Regions from separate parts of the Astyanax mexicanus genome. Here region 2 is linked to region 1. The links are chromatin contacts, called in public Hi-C maps. All regions are on one chromosome and are shown on one strand. Each heading gives the region's core, a stretch centred on a gene start, on an enhancer-like site or on the middle of the called end of the contact. The rest is flanking DNA. Distances are from core to core; before and after follow the strand shown. Region 1 holds the start of usp24 (ubiquitin specific peptidase 24). Region 2 holds the start of plpp3 (phospholipid phosphatase 3).

Evidence for each region. A called contact is a pair of places that touch in the nucleus more often than the background predicts.
Region 2: a Hi-C map of muscle shows a contact between it and region 1, with 19 times the contacts expected there. The contact joins the promoter of plpp3 here to the promoter of usp24 in region 1. A contact is called at or near these places in 2 of 3 Hi-C or Micro-C datasets (both in muscle).

Annotation. Positions count from the first base shown.
Region 1 is chr1:61,269,997-61,276,201 of AstMex3_surface, forward strand. usp24 (ubiquitin specific peptidase 24) reads right to left here and starts at 2,472. Exons shown (of 66, transcript XM_049481394.1): 1 at 2,063-2,472. The coding sequence starts at 2,344. It overlaps bloc1s2 (biogenesis of lysosomal organelles complex-1, subunit 2), which reads left to right and starts at 3,666. Exons shown (of 5, transcript XM_007260662.4): 1 at 3,666-3,861; 2 at 4,242-4,358; 3 at 4,783-4,902; 4 at 5,134-5,238; 5 at 6,059-6,205. The coding sequence starts at 3,696. The coding sequence ends at 6,090.
Region 2 is chr1:61,608,148-61,614,352 of AstMex3_surface, forward strand. plpp3 (phospholipid phosphatase 3) reads right to left here and starts at 3,089. Exons shown (of 6, transcript XM_007260661.4): 1 at 2,434-3,089. The coding sequence starts at 2,572.

The DNA.
Region 1 (6,205 bases), core at 1,222-3,721:
GTTAGGATTGAAAGTTTTAGTCATTTTTTTCTCGTCCTGGAGTTCAGACAAAATCAACCGTGTTTAATATTATCGTAAGTCCAGAGACTCGGCTCACGCAAATTGTGACGTGAACAATGTCAACAGCCAATAGGAGCGCTACGGGAAGCCGCAAGGCAAGAATATTTTGAGTGACTGTTTTCAAACGATTTCAAAATGAACACATTTTGCAGGTTATATGCCTTATATGATTCTTACTTATATGTACAGGACAATATACACAGGTAGCACTTTAAAGTAATCATATTTAAAGGTATTTTAATTTGCACTACTTTTTGTTACTGTGCAGTGTTTTTTGATACAAACAAGTTTATTAAATACACATTTTGCAAGAATGATGTTCTTCATTGCATTAATTCTATCTAAAACAAAGGCAAATGTATAGCAGCGAAACTGTTTTTTTTTTTTTTTGCTATACTAGGTTTTATCAGAAAAAAGGGAGGGAAAGCTTACAGGCAGAGTTGAACACAAAATGTATTCTATAAAAATAACGTTATGTCAAGAACTAAAAGTGTAGCAGAAAAATAAACTGTTAATGGGGACAAAGGTTGTGAGTCTCTGATAAATCAGTGTTGATATACAGAGTATTTGTAATTTAATATGTAATATGCATTATATGTACACTCCACCAGAAGCAGGATGGGAAACAATATCAGAAATAATCTTATATTGATCTTAATATTGATCCTGCAGTCTTTGTAAAATCTTTGTCTGTGAGTAAAAAGTCTGTGACTAGTCTTTAGATGTGAGAGGGTGTCAGACTTTAGTCTGTTAAAAAGTCTTTTCAGAGTCTTTTTAAAGTCGTGTAATTTATGAACAGCATGCGTTAACTAAGCTAGTTTTGTTAACTAGCTAGCTAACCTAGTTTTAGGTCTACCAACAGTCCGGGTTTTGCGAATTCCTCTCTTAAACAAGCATGCCGTAGGTAACGATATATATATATATATATATATATATATATATATATATATATATATATATATATATATATATATATATATATATATATATATATATATAAGGCGTATTCAACCGATGAGACTCTGACACTTCACACATGGCCAGTCTTGAACATTATTAGCACGACGAGCCGGCTGCAGTGGTTGCTGAATACTTCATAACCCAGCAGCCAGATTAAAATCATTAACATAGTTAACTAGAGCCTGCTAACGCGCCTGCTCACAGCCACACACTGCTGCTTAGCAGACAGCTAACTAACTAACCAGCGTTAATTAGCTAGGTTAGCTAACCTGGCTAGCAGGGTAAGCTAATACGTGATATAGCCACTAGCTGGCTAACCAGTTAGCATGGTATATTGGGAGCTGTGTGGGCTTTCATTTAGCTTTATTAGCTAGCTGTGTCACACACATTCACACTGATCCAACAGGTCCACAACCACTAACCAGTAGCTTAACGTTAGCTAACCTAGGTTAGATATCTGCTTGCTAACACGCGTAAGAGAGTGAGAGCCCCTCCCCCAGACCTTACTGGTTAGCTAGCTAACTATTAAGCCATGTTACTACTATTACTACTAGTAACTAACTACTGTGTTAAATGCCAGTGCACCTCTCACTGAAACGGCTGCCCAGCTGAATTTATTAACACAGCAAAACCTAATGTTCAAATGCATCTTTTTTACAGGAGGCAAGAGAGTTCAGCTGCTAGACACAGCTAAGCTAGCTAGGTTAGTTAGTTAACCACCTGAAATTATTTAACCTAACGTTTCCTAATGTTAACTGCCCAGTGTTGGGTGGGTATCTCGTGTTAAACTGTGTGTGTTTAGCTAAAGCTAGCTGTGTTAGCTCGTTAGCCGGCAGGCAGCATGCTGCCGCCACTTTCCCTCCAGCCTCTCTGACAGCCAGCCACTCTGAGCCCTTCGCTCCACTGTGGTCCTCTAGGCTAGCCTCACTACCGCTTAGATGAGCGGTCATGCTAACGGGCTAGCTCAGCTCACTGCGAGCTATGGCTGCAGCTAAAGCCCGCCTGTTCATGACTCTGTAAGCCTTCAGCGCCGAGGTCTTACCTCGCTCTCCACCACGTCGTGATAAGCGGGCGGAGGGTCAAAACCGCCCGTCCCGGTCCTGCCGCTGTTCTCGCCGCCGTCTCCCCCCTGCCCCGAGCCCGGGCTGGGGCCGCTCTCCATCGGCTCGTAGCCATAGCCGAGTCCGGGGCTTTCGTTGGTGAGGAAAGCCACAGCCTCGTTGATGTCGTTCTTGGCCAGGCGAAGGGCTTTTCGAATGGCTACCGGGTCTGGAAAGCCCATGCACAGGAGCGTGGTCATGTGTTGCTCTTCCTCGGTCTCCATGGCTCGAGTGTGCGGATCCTCCGGACTTCAGTAAGGAGGCGAACAGCACAGACCGCTGGCTGTGCACGCCGCCATGTTTACAGTCGGTGGTGTGTCCTGTCCTGTCACGATGGAGAGAGGAGTCCCATCATCATCATCCTCCAGCAGAGGCACTGGAGGGAGAAAAAGAGAGAGAGAGACCTGTGTGAATTTAAAAACCGTCACAATGTGTATATAGTGCATATTAGAAATATGTGTGCATATAATGTATATAAAAAAAAACATTAAGATTAGATTTGCAGAATATAAACATACTATTAGACTCTCAACAGCAAGGACCAATAAAGCCAACTCCAGAATGATTAAAGGCTGGGCATATATTTTTGACGAACCCTCAACATTTAATTATTTCATCAGCACTGGAAAAATGTATGATATGTTGCAGGTTTGATGAAAAGCCCTGGGGGTGCTGTAGGAATGTGCAGATATCCTGTAAGATTTGTGAAAGCATGCCCTTTCTTTGTAATTTATTTGCCTAATATGCATACACATGTATTACATGATTTTTTTTTCCTAAAGGAATTTTACCCAGTCCCTGGATTTGTGGGTAGTTTAATACCAAGACATGTTTATCGTCCACAAAATACTTTTTTTTTCATCCTTTTATATTACTCGTTATAAAGAAAAAAAAACACACAAAACAAAATATCTTAGTCAATCTGATCTTTTCTACAGTTTGTATATTTTATTTTTTGTATAAGATATTATGGATAAAAAATTAACCTCCATTGAACTTTAACACATGTTAATTAATATGCATTAATAAACTGTATATTTTGTATACATAATAGTCAGATCTGCTCCAACATTAAATTATAATTTTTCCCCTAATGTCTGCGTTACTGAGTTGCAGAAAGCGGGTAGTGATGAGGGGGGCTTTTATTTTGAAAAACAAAAAATCCCTGCTGATATGGAGTCCGCGGAGTTATGCGTGTTGCTAATCTTGCTGTGTGTATTTTATATAAATAAAAGCAAATCACCTCATAAACACGCCTCCAGTATTTACAGTGTAGTAAATATACCAGTAAAATGACTTTACTCGCTAAGTACTCAAAACTGAACTAAATACTGTTCACACACTGCCAGATAATTTCGATTATATTTATATAAGTGATGTTATCGTGTTATTATTTTATATCAATATTTATTAATATTATTTTATATAATACACATGTTTTGCATATTATAAATATAGTAAAATGAAGCTCTAAATATATTGATATGTGTATTAAATGTTGCTGTCAGGGTGTGGTCGTGAAGAATGTGGAGAGTCACGTGTTTCTCGGGTCCAGTCATGTGATGTGGGGATAAAATGGCGGCTACAGGAGAGAAGGCAGCTGCTATGGACAGTATCATTAGAGTACCTGCACCACCGGCTGTGCTCAGTCTGAGGAGCGACTCGGACCAAAAGGAGGACGCAGGGCGCGATGGGGACACGGAAACTGCAGCACCGGCGCCTAAAAGACCCACCAACAACAGTGAGAGGCTCACTTTAACGGTTCATCTCTTAGCAGATCAGCTACCCAGAGCTAACCATAGCTACCAAATAACTATAGCTGTGGTTTCTGTTCTGTACCTAGCTAGCTGAGAGCTAGTGTTTTTTTTCTATTTGTTGGTGATCCGTCATATACAACTAGAATATAATTTTGAAATATAACAATTTACTCAAACGTATACCTATAAATAGCAAAATCAGAGAAACTGATCCAGAAACTGAAGTGGTATCTTAATTTTTTTCCAGAGCTGCATGGAGTTGGTTCTTCATTGGCTAGTGGTTTTACAGTTCCCCAGCAGAACTAAATCCTCCTTTTTTTTCCTCTTACTGATGTTGATCCTTTTCTGAACACGTCTGTTGCAGATGACGGTGGTGTGGAAACTGCTGAAGAGGCAACTGAGCCTGCTGAGCCGGACATAAATGAACTCTGCCGAGACATGTTTGACAAAATGTCAGTTTTCCTTCAAGGAGAACTCACAGGTAAACACATGATCTGCATTTATGCTATATTAAGCAGCACATGAACAGGTTGACTGTTACTTGTTGAACAGGCAAATGTTTATCTAAAATCAAGTGGGTTAAATCAGGCACAGTACCGATATGTGCAGGGAGGTTTGTCTCCAGGAGCTGTGTTGGGAAATCTTGGAGAACACTCATTGTGCCTGCTTTTGTAGAACTGCAAACATGGTATCTATTCCTTAGTATGTACTTGTATAGTACAACATTTAAGCTAGTTAAATTGATGATAATAATAAAGAGAAACATAAGCAATGAGTTTTGCTACCACTGTATTGTCAGTTAACAGCAAAAGGTAAATGGTAGTTGTTGTACACTCGGTGTCAAATTTATCTCTGTCTAAAATATGTATTTACATATTTAATTTTATTTAAATCTTTGTAACCAGCCACATGTGAAGACTATAAACTTCTGGAGAACATGAACAAACTCACCAGTCTGAAGTACATGGAGATGAAGGACATATCAATTAACATCAGCCGCAACCTACAAGATCTCAATCAGAAATGTAAGACCTTGAGACATTTTTATGTGCTTTGCTTTAATTCATTGTACAAGATCAGTAAAGAAAGTAAATTAAAGAAATTCTAATGTTTGTCTGTAATGGCAATGTAGTTTCTATAATAATTATTGGAATGTTTTATTTGTGTTTTTTTTTTTTTTTTTAATTCACGGATCATCATTTAGACACTGTTTTATCATTTTCTTTCAGTTTACAAATTTTTCCTCTATTTTACAGACGCCAGCTTGCAGCCATATCTAGACCAGATTAATCAGATTGAGGAACAAGTAACAGCTTTGGAGCAGGCAGCATATAAACTTGACACATATTCCAAAAAACTGGGTGAGTGCAGTAGGGCACATAGACATTATTTTTTCCAAATGTACCTTATCTCTTACTGATTTTTTTTTTTTTTTAAACTGACTTTTCTGCATACACAGACTAGTATTACATGCATGAGTTGAGCTCTAAACTTGTCTGAAATTATACCTTTCTCAAGTTGTACCACTAGATGGTGCAGTTGGACTAAACATATCACTCCCATCAGGTTCCAAATATGGTCTCAGATTGGACCATGCAGATTTGATTATGACTTGAGTATGTGTTTTCATATATGGTCAGATTTGTTCAATATATTTTTAGTCATTAATTTTTTATTATTATTATTATTATAATGAATGAACTCAAAACGTACCTTTTATTAGGAAAAATGCCCTTCATCAACACCCAAAACTAACTTCAAAAAACATAGTAACGCCCCAGTGCGGCTCTAATTGCGTAACTTAAGTGTCCCTTTGGTCTGTGTTGCCTTATACTGTGTATATATAAGGACCATTGATTCAATGACTGCAACAAACTTCCACCAAACAGCTCCTGGTTTGCATCGAAGAATACTATACTATACTACTATAACCTATGTGTAAATAGGAATGGAACGTTTATTGTCTTTAAAAGGGTGTAATTCCTTTGTTAAGATATTAGGTCATCAGTATATTATTGCCTTTTACTGATCTTAAAATGCCAACAATATTGTTTATCGCAATGGTTTCTGGCACAACATATTGTTCGCAAAAAAAATGTTATTGTGACAGGCCTACTGGAAAGCCATTTGCTGTAAAGAGTTGTAATTTAATTGTATTTTGTGACTTGTTTTTAATTACAGAGGCCAAATTCAAGAAACTGGAGAAGCGATGAGATGTGTGGTAAAATGGAGGCCCAGAGAATACACATCTGACCTGCCTCCTTCAGGAGGCTCCCCAGCGTGCTGCTACTTCTAGCAATACATGGTTCACATTAAGAGCCTGAAACG
Region 2 (6,205 bases), core at 1,839-4,338, 340 kb after region 1:
GCAGGACTTGTTTTGGTGTGTTTGAAACCCCCTTGTAAAGCAACACTGTAAAACTGGATGTCTACATTGTCACCCTTTTTTTCCATATTGCAAAATAAACTGACTGGTTGAAAGGTTTGAGACTGGGAAAGTTTTGCAACCTTCTGCGAATATTTTATTAAACTTTACATTAACCCAAAAAAACACAGCCCAAACTGTTCAAATATATCATGCACTACTGCAGAAATTCTTCTGTCTACCACCTGCTGTCCAGCCTTTCTGCTTGAGTTGAAGTTTGATTCCTATGGCAGTTGCCTGTTGAAAGCTTAGCAGCACTTTTATGGGTGAGTCTCCTTAGTTCTCCCAAAGAACTTCACCCTGCTTCTCTACAACCACACGTTTTAGCAATTCTTCTCCACATTCCCTCAAACAAAAGGACAGAGGGGCACTCAACCTGCCTCTCGGCTCAGAGAGAAAGTTGATATGATGCTGTGGTATGCTCTGAAAGGAGATGAGCCATCTGGTGAAAGGGGGATTTGAGGAGAGGGGCTCTTGGAAGAATGCAAAACGTTGGGCTGATGCTCTGCTAATCCCTCAGGCACTGAGCACTCACTGGCTATAGGAAAGCTCACTGTGATGGTTTCCAGACACTCAAAACTCAAAAAGATTTTAACAAAGTCGAGCCATCAACAGCTAACAACTTCACGCACATTTCACCTGTACTATACATTCCTGAGCATCCCTGAGTCTACCAACACAAGTGACATTTTACATTCAGGCAAGGCTTAGAAGATTTTTGGACTTTACTCTAAAGCTTAAGGTCCAACCACTCTAATCCATTCACTTCTATGTAGCACATGCAAGTTGTGTAAGATGCAATATTCACAAAATTGATATCACAATATATAATAGGTAGAATATTTAATTGTGGATAATTTGTTATAGTCATTTAATTAAAACGACCTATATAAAAGACACAGAAAAACTGACAAAGACTCACATAATAGATTTATGTAGGCTTGCAATGAAACTTAGATAAAAAATAATTAATGGTTTATAAATCATTCTACTATCAATCCATCGTGACCTATACTGACTGAATTTTTGTCCAGTCCTAGGTCATACCAAAGATGTCAACACAACAAGAGAAGCAGCCACTAAATGTGATCCAATTCTGATTGAGGTTCACTCATTTAGATCCTTTAAAAACAGTTTGAGAACACTAACACGTTTCCTCCACTAATAACATATTAGCTGTAGTTTCTTTACTTTATTTTGTTTTATTAAAGTTTGGCATTGACCAGCAAAGCACCCTGTCTAATACAGCCCCTCACACTCTGGGAAGCTGCTCATGTAAAAGTTGTAAACAAAGACTGAACAGTGTGACAGTTCAACGGTCGCGGCGCATGTAAATGAGAGATGGTATTATGAAGGCTGGATATATGCGCACATGCCCTTTCACACCCACTTTAATAAGTCAATGGGACAATACTGTTTAAATAGTGGTGCCATCTGTGCCCATCCCTATTCCTGTGAGATAAGAGGGTTTAACGGTACTTTACTTCTGTTTAAAAAGATAAGGATGTAAAACAGGCTGAATTAAACAAGGGTAATAAATGGGAGAGCTTGGAGGATTTGCATTTTGGGGGAAATTAAGCTTGAGTGAGAGATTAAAATATCCTTATTGCTTTGTTTGCAGTCGGTTCACGGAGGACACTGTCAGAAAAAGGGTACTGTACTGATAAAAACTGATTAAAACTGTTTAAATGTGCTGTCAAAAGTACAGAAAGATATTTTAGGTCCATATACGTCCCTTAAAAATAGGGAAAAACAAGTGCAACTCAATAACTTAACCTAGCTATGTTTCTTAACCCTTTATGGCATGAGGCAACAAACCATCATTATTTATTTGTTATTACACCATTCTATACCATAGCATAAATTATTGTTTATGTATGTATTTACTTATTTATTTAATTATTTTATTTTAAATATAATTTTACAAGGCATATCTACGTCCAATACAATGAGACATAAATAAATAAAAAATGTTTATACGTTTTTACATTCTTCTTGTTGGAAGCTTACGAAAACATGTTTCTTTTTTTCTTTTTCATTTCAATAAATAAAAGGGTCTGAAAAAAGTTTTTTTCTCTCTCAAAATATTATTAATGTCATAGAGGGTTAGTTAACTGTCTAGTTAACATTACATGCACTGTATACATGAGTAACTAGCAAACAGTTTAGCAGTTTTGTACCATTTTTCTGAGAGTGTAAGGCTAACACCATGTCACAAAACAGTAGAATTAGAGTAAGACTTGTTGATGAATGGCTAAAGCTGTTTTTGTTCTCTTTTTTTTATATTTTAAATGTTTTGTTGATAGTAAATCTATCTAGGTTAGCTAGATTAACAGTGATGAAAAAAGGGGAAATGAGGCAGGTTTAAAGACTCACCTAGGAGCAGGCAGAAGATGTCTAGAGCTATTAAAATTTTCCTCTTGCTCTTGTTCATGCCAGTGCTGCTATTTAACGTCGCAGTTCCACCGTTTCTTGTTTCGGGTGCCATCGCCTTCTCATACATGTATTTTGGCATGTGAGAGCTCCGTCCTCCTGCTGTACAGAAACCTCAGTCCACACGAGCACAAACTCAGCTTGCTCACTCAGTCAGTCACTCAGATAAAAAGATAGATAAATGTAGAAGGTAAGATGGGAGGCGAGGTCCGGCTCGTTTGAGGAGAAAAAGTCCTTAAAAGTTGATATTCAGAGGAGGAGTGAAGTCCTGCTGAATGTTGAACCGTTGAACCGGTGTGTAGAGTGAATAATAACCCGCCTCACGGTCACCGTCTCTCGGTCTGTGGGATGAAGACAGCAGCCCCCCGGTCAGTGTGTGTTTTCAGTCAGTAAGTCAGTGAGTGGAGGAGAACTTGAGTCCACTTCTCTAGTGTTGGAGGGCTTTCTGAGGGGAGAAGAGCGAGAGCGGCGTTTTAAAAAGCGCAGGAGCTTCAACTCCAGTTTTAAGACTCCCTTCCCTCGTCTCCTCCTCCTCCTCCTCCTCCTCCTTCTCCCTCTCTCTCTCTCCGTGTGCAGCAGAGAGAGCTTCAGCAGGCTCAGCCCCCTTCCTCCAGACCCACCTGCATGCTTATTATTATGCTCAGCCCTTACGCTCCGAGCCTGCAGCACGCGCTCCTCCTGCCACCCGTATTCAGGCAGGCCCCGCCCTCTCGCTCTGAGACTGAGTGGAGTGGAAGCGTGTCCTTCTGACTGTCCGCGCTGCGATTGGCTGGTAGCTCCTGCAATGCTGCAATCAGGAGCAGAGTCTCGAATCGCCTAGCCAATCATTGCGCAGAAGGGCGGGGCTACACGGAATACAGGCGGTCATAAAGCACTGAGAAGGTTAGAGACAGAAAGAAAGAAAGACGCCAAACGAAGAGCTGAACTCTTCTATTCTGAACAATATATTCTTTATACCCGAGTTTAACGACGTCTAACAAAGCTCCACACACACTTTTCTTCATATTCTGATGATGAAATTTTAATACATGTTTTAATTCCTTGATCTTATAAACTGTTTTGCTATAAATTGTTGTGAACCCTTTCCATTGTGTGTATGTTTTATTACGGAGCCCCTAAAGTGACATCATGTAAAAAAAAAAAAAAAATAATAATAATGCGTGGCCATGCCTTATTAAGGCATGAAAACGAGATCCTAAGGCGTGGGAACCAGATAATTAAGGCGAGGGAACGAGTTAATTAAATCATAGCCAATAAGGCGTGGCCAAAAGGTCCTTTTGTTTCATAGTTAACAAAGCGAGCAGCTCTCAAGAGTTGACTGAGCCCGTCAGCTTTTAGTGTGAGAATTAAGAGTCCCTCGCTACCTTTAAGAAACTCCTGAAGACTGAGCTCTTCAAAGAGCACTTACTACTTCTAACCTCATTTTCTGCTCCCTCTTTTTCCCTCCTCTATCCCACTATTTCCCTTTGGCCTCCTTTGGGCCCTGTCTTAAATGGGTTTTTTTTTTGTTTGTTTTTTTTGCCTTGAACTTCTATGTCTTCTATTACTAAATGTACATCACTATTGTAAGTCGCTTTGGACAAAAGCGTCTGCCAAATGTAATGTAATGTAAAAAATCTCTTCATACTTTGTAAGTGGTAGTTATGCAGCATGTATTTTTATTAGAGGTGTAAGGAAATATCAATATCAAAATATAGCAATAGTTTGTTTTGCAAATCGGTATTTATAAACAATAAATGACCAAAAAACAACACATTTCTGAATGTTCGTACTGTTTTACTGTTGCAGTATTATTGTGAACCCTTTCTCTGCATTGTGTGTATGTTTTATAAATCACACAATCATATTTTAAAATATATTCAAACTTTGTTGTAAGTGATAGTTATGCAGCATGTATTTTTGTATTGTACAGCATGTATTTTTAATGTATTGTAAGAAAATATCAATATGAACGTATAGCAATATATTGTTTGCAAATTCATATTCAAAAACTCAGTATTGACATTTATTTATTAGTTCAAATGTAAAGATTGAAGTCAGACAGTGGTTCATTTTGCCTACTTTTTAAGCCTCAACCACTAGATAGCAGTGTTGTACTTCATTGCATTGTGTCATTCTTTTTCTTATCTATACTAACGCACTAGTATTTTTAATTGTGCTGCATAATAAGAATGATATAGTAGTTTTTAAAATATTTTAAAATACATTGTGAATAAAATAATTAAACCCAACATGCTGTTGCATTCACCGATATAGAAATGAGGGAGGAGAAGAGAAAGGCAAGAGCAGATAGTACTGTTGTGGTTTCTCTATACAGAACTAGTCAGTGGTATTTTGCCTGAAATGTTCGCCTCTGGTTTTCTCAGTAGTAATCCTACTCCTCCATCTAGTGGTCATAATGGTTCACAACTGGAATATTACTGACACTGCTTTTTATGAAATTATATCAAATTAACTCACTCATTTTTTGGTTACATTACTAAATATAATACACATCAGTACATTTTATCTTCTATACACGCTTATTCTGCATGGTACAACAGATATTATACAAACTCTTTTACACAATCACACAGTTTTCGTAGAAGTTAAAAGTCTTCCAGCTGTAGTTGGAAATCATTTCCACTCTTCTCCACAGATGTCCACTAATATACACAACACAAGGCTGTTTGTTGTTGATCATTTAAAATGTTTTGTATGTTCAGGAAGTCCACCAAAAAGGTTTGAAGTATATTTTGTATCTTGTAGAAGCGTCTTGTTTAGTTTCAGCCTTTTAATGGATAGTCTGATGTTTTTTGTTCCAAGTCCAGGTTCGGTTCACTGTGACCCGCTATAACATTAATACAACAAGCCTGATACTGATTATGTACTCTTTGCGCCGCCACAACATTTCTGATCATGAGAGGCATGGGCTCAACAAGACCTCAAAAGGTCTCCTAAAAAAATCTCAGCATGGAAAAATGAAGAAGCTGATAAAGCTAAGCTAGCACAGGCTTTCCTAAAATACATACATTTTTTTAAATGCAGCATCAAGGAAGGTGTGAAATGTTTAGATATATCACAAATGTTAACACAACCTTAACTAAAAATTCATCATTAGAGCAAATAAGCTATTCACAGGATGTTTAGGCTACTAACAGTGCTGTCTCTACCACAATATGAGTACAGTGATTATAAACCCAGTTTTATTCTGCTGTATACTATAACAACCCTCAGAAGAAGCAATTAGTGTTCACAAATACTGATAAAAATCATTGGTTGTAGGCAGTAGCTAAAATTAGCCACATTGTCACACACTCAGATGGCATTTGGCTCTACAAACACTTGTTTAAAGCAGACAAACATATAGCTCTGTCAGTATGGTTCCAGACCACAGGTAATCATTACATTACATTAGTAATAGATGTTCAAGGTTAAAAAACAGGGCCTAAAGGAGGCCCCAGAAAAATAGTGGGAATCACTATATCAATCACATGGTGTGTGAAGGAGAGCTGGTCATCAACCAGAACACTCAGGTTCTTAGCAACCTTTTTAGGGAGAGAGAGAGTGAGTCAATGGTTATGGTAAAGTTGTGTTGAATAGATGGTTTTGCTGGTATAACCAGATGTTCAGTCTTGGTCCTGATCAGTTTATCATGGAAGAGAGAGGGGGTTCTCCAGCTGTAACACTACATTAGAGGCAGACGAAGATATTTTCAGAATGTGAAAATTCAGAG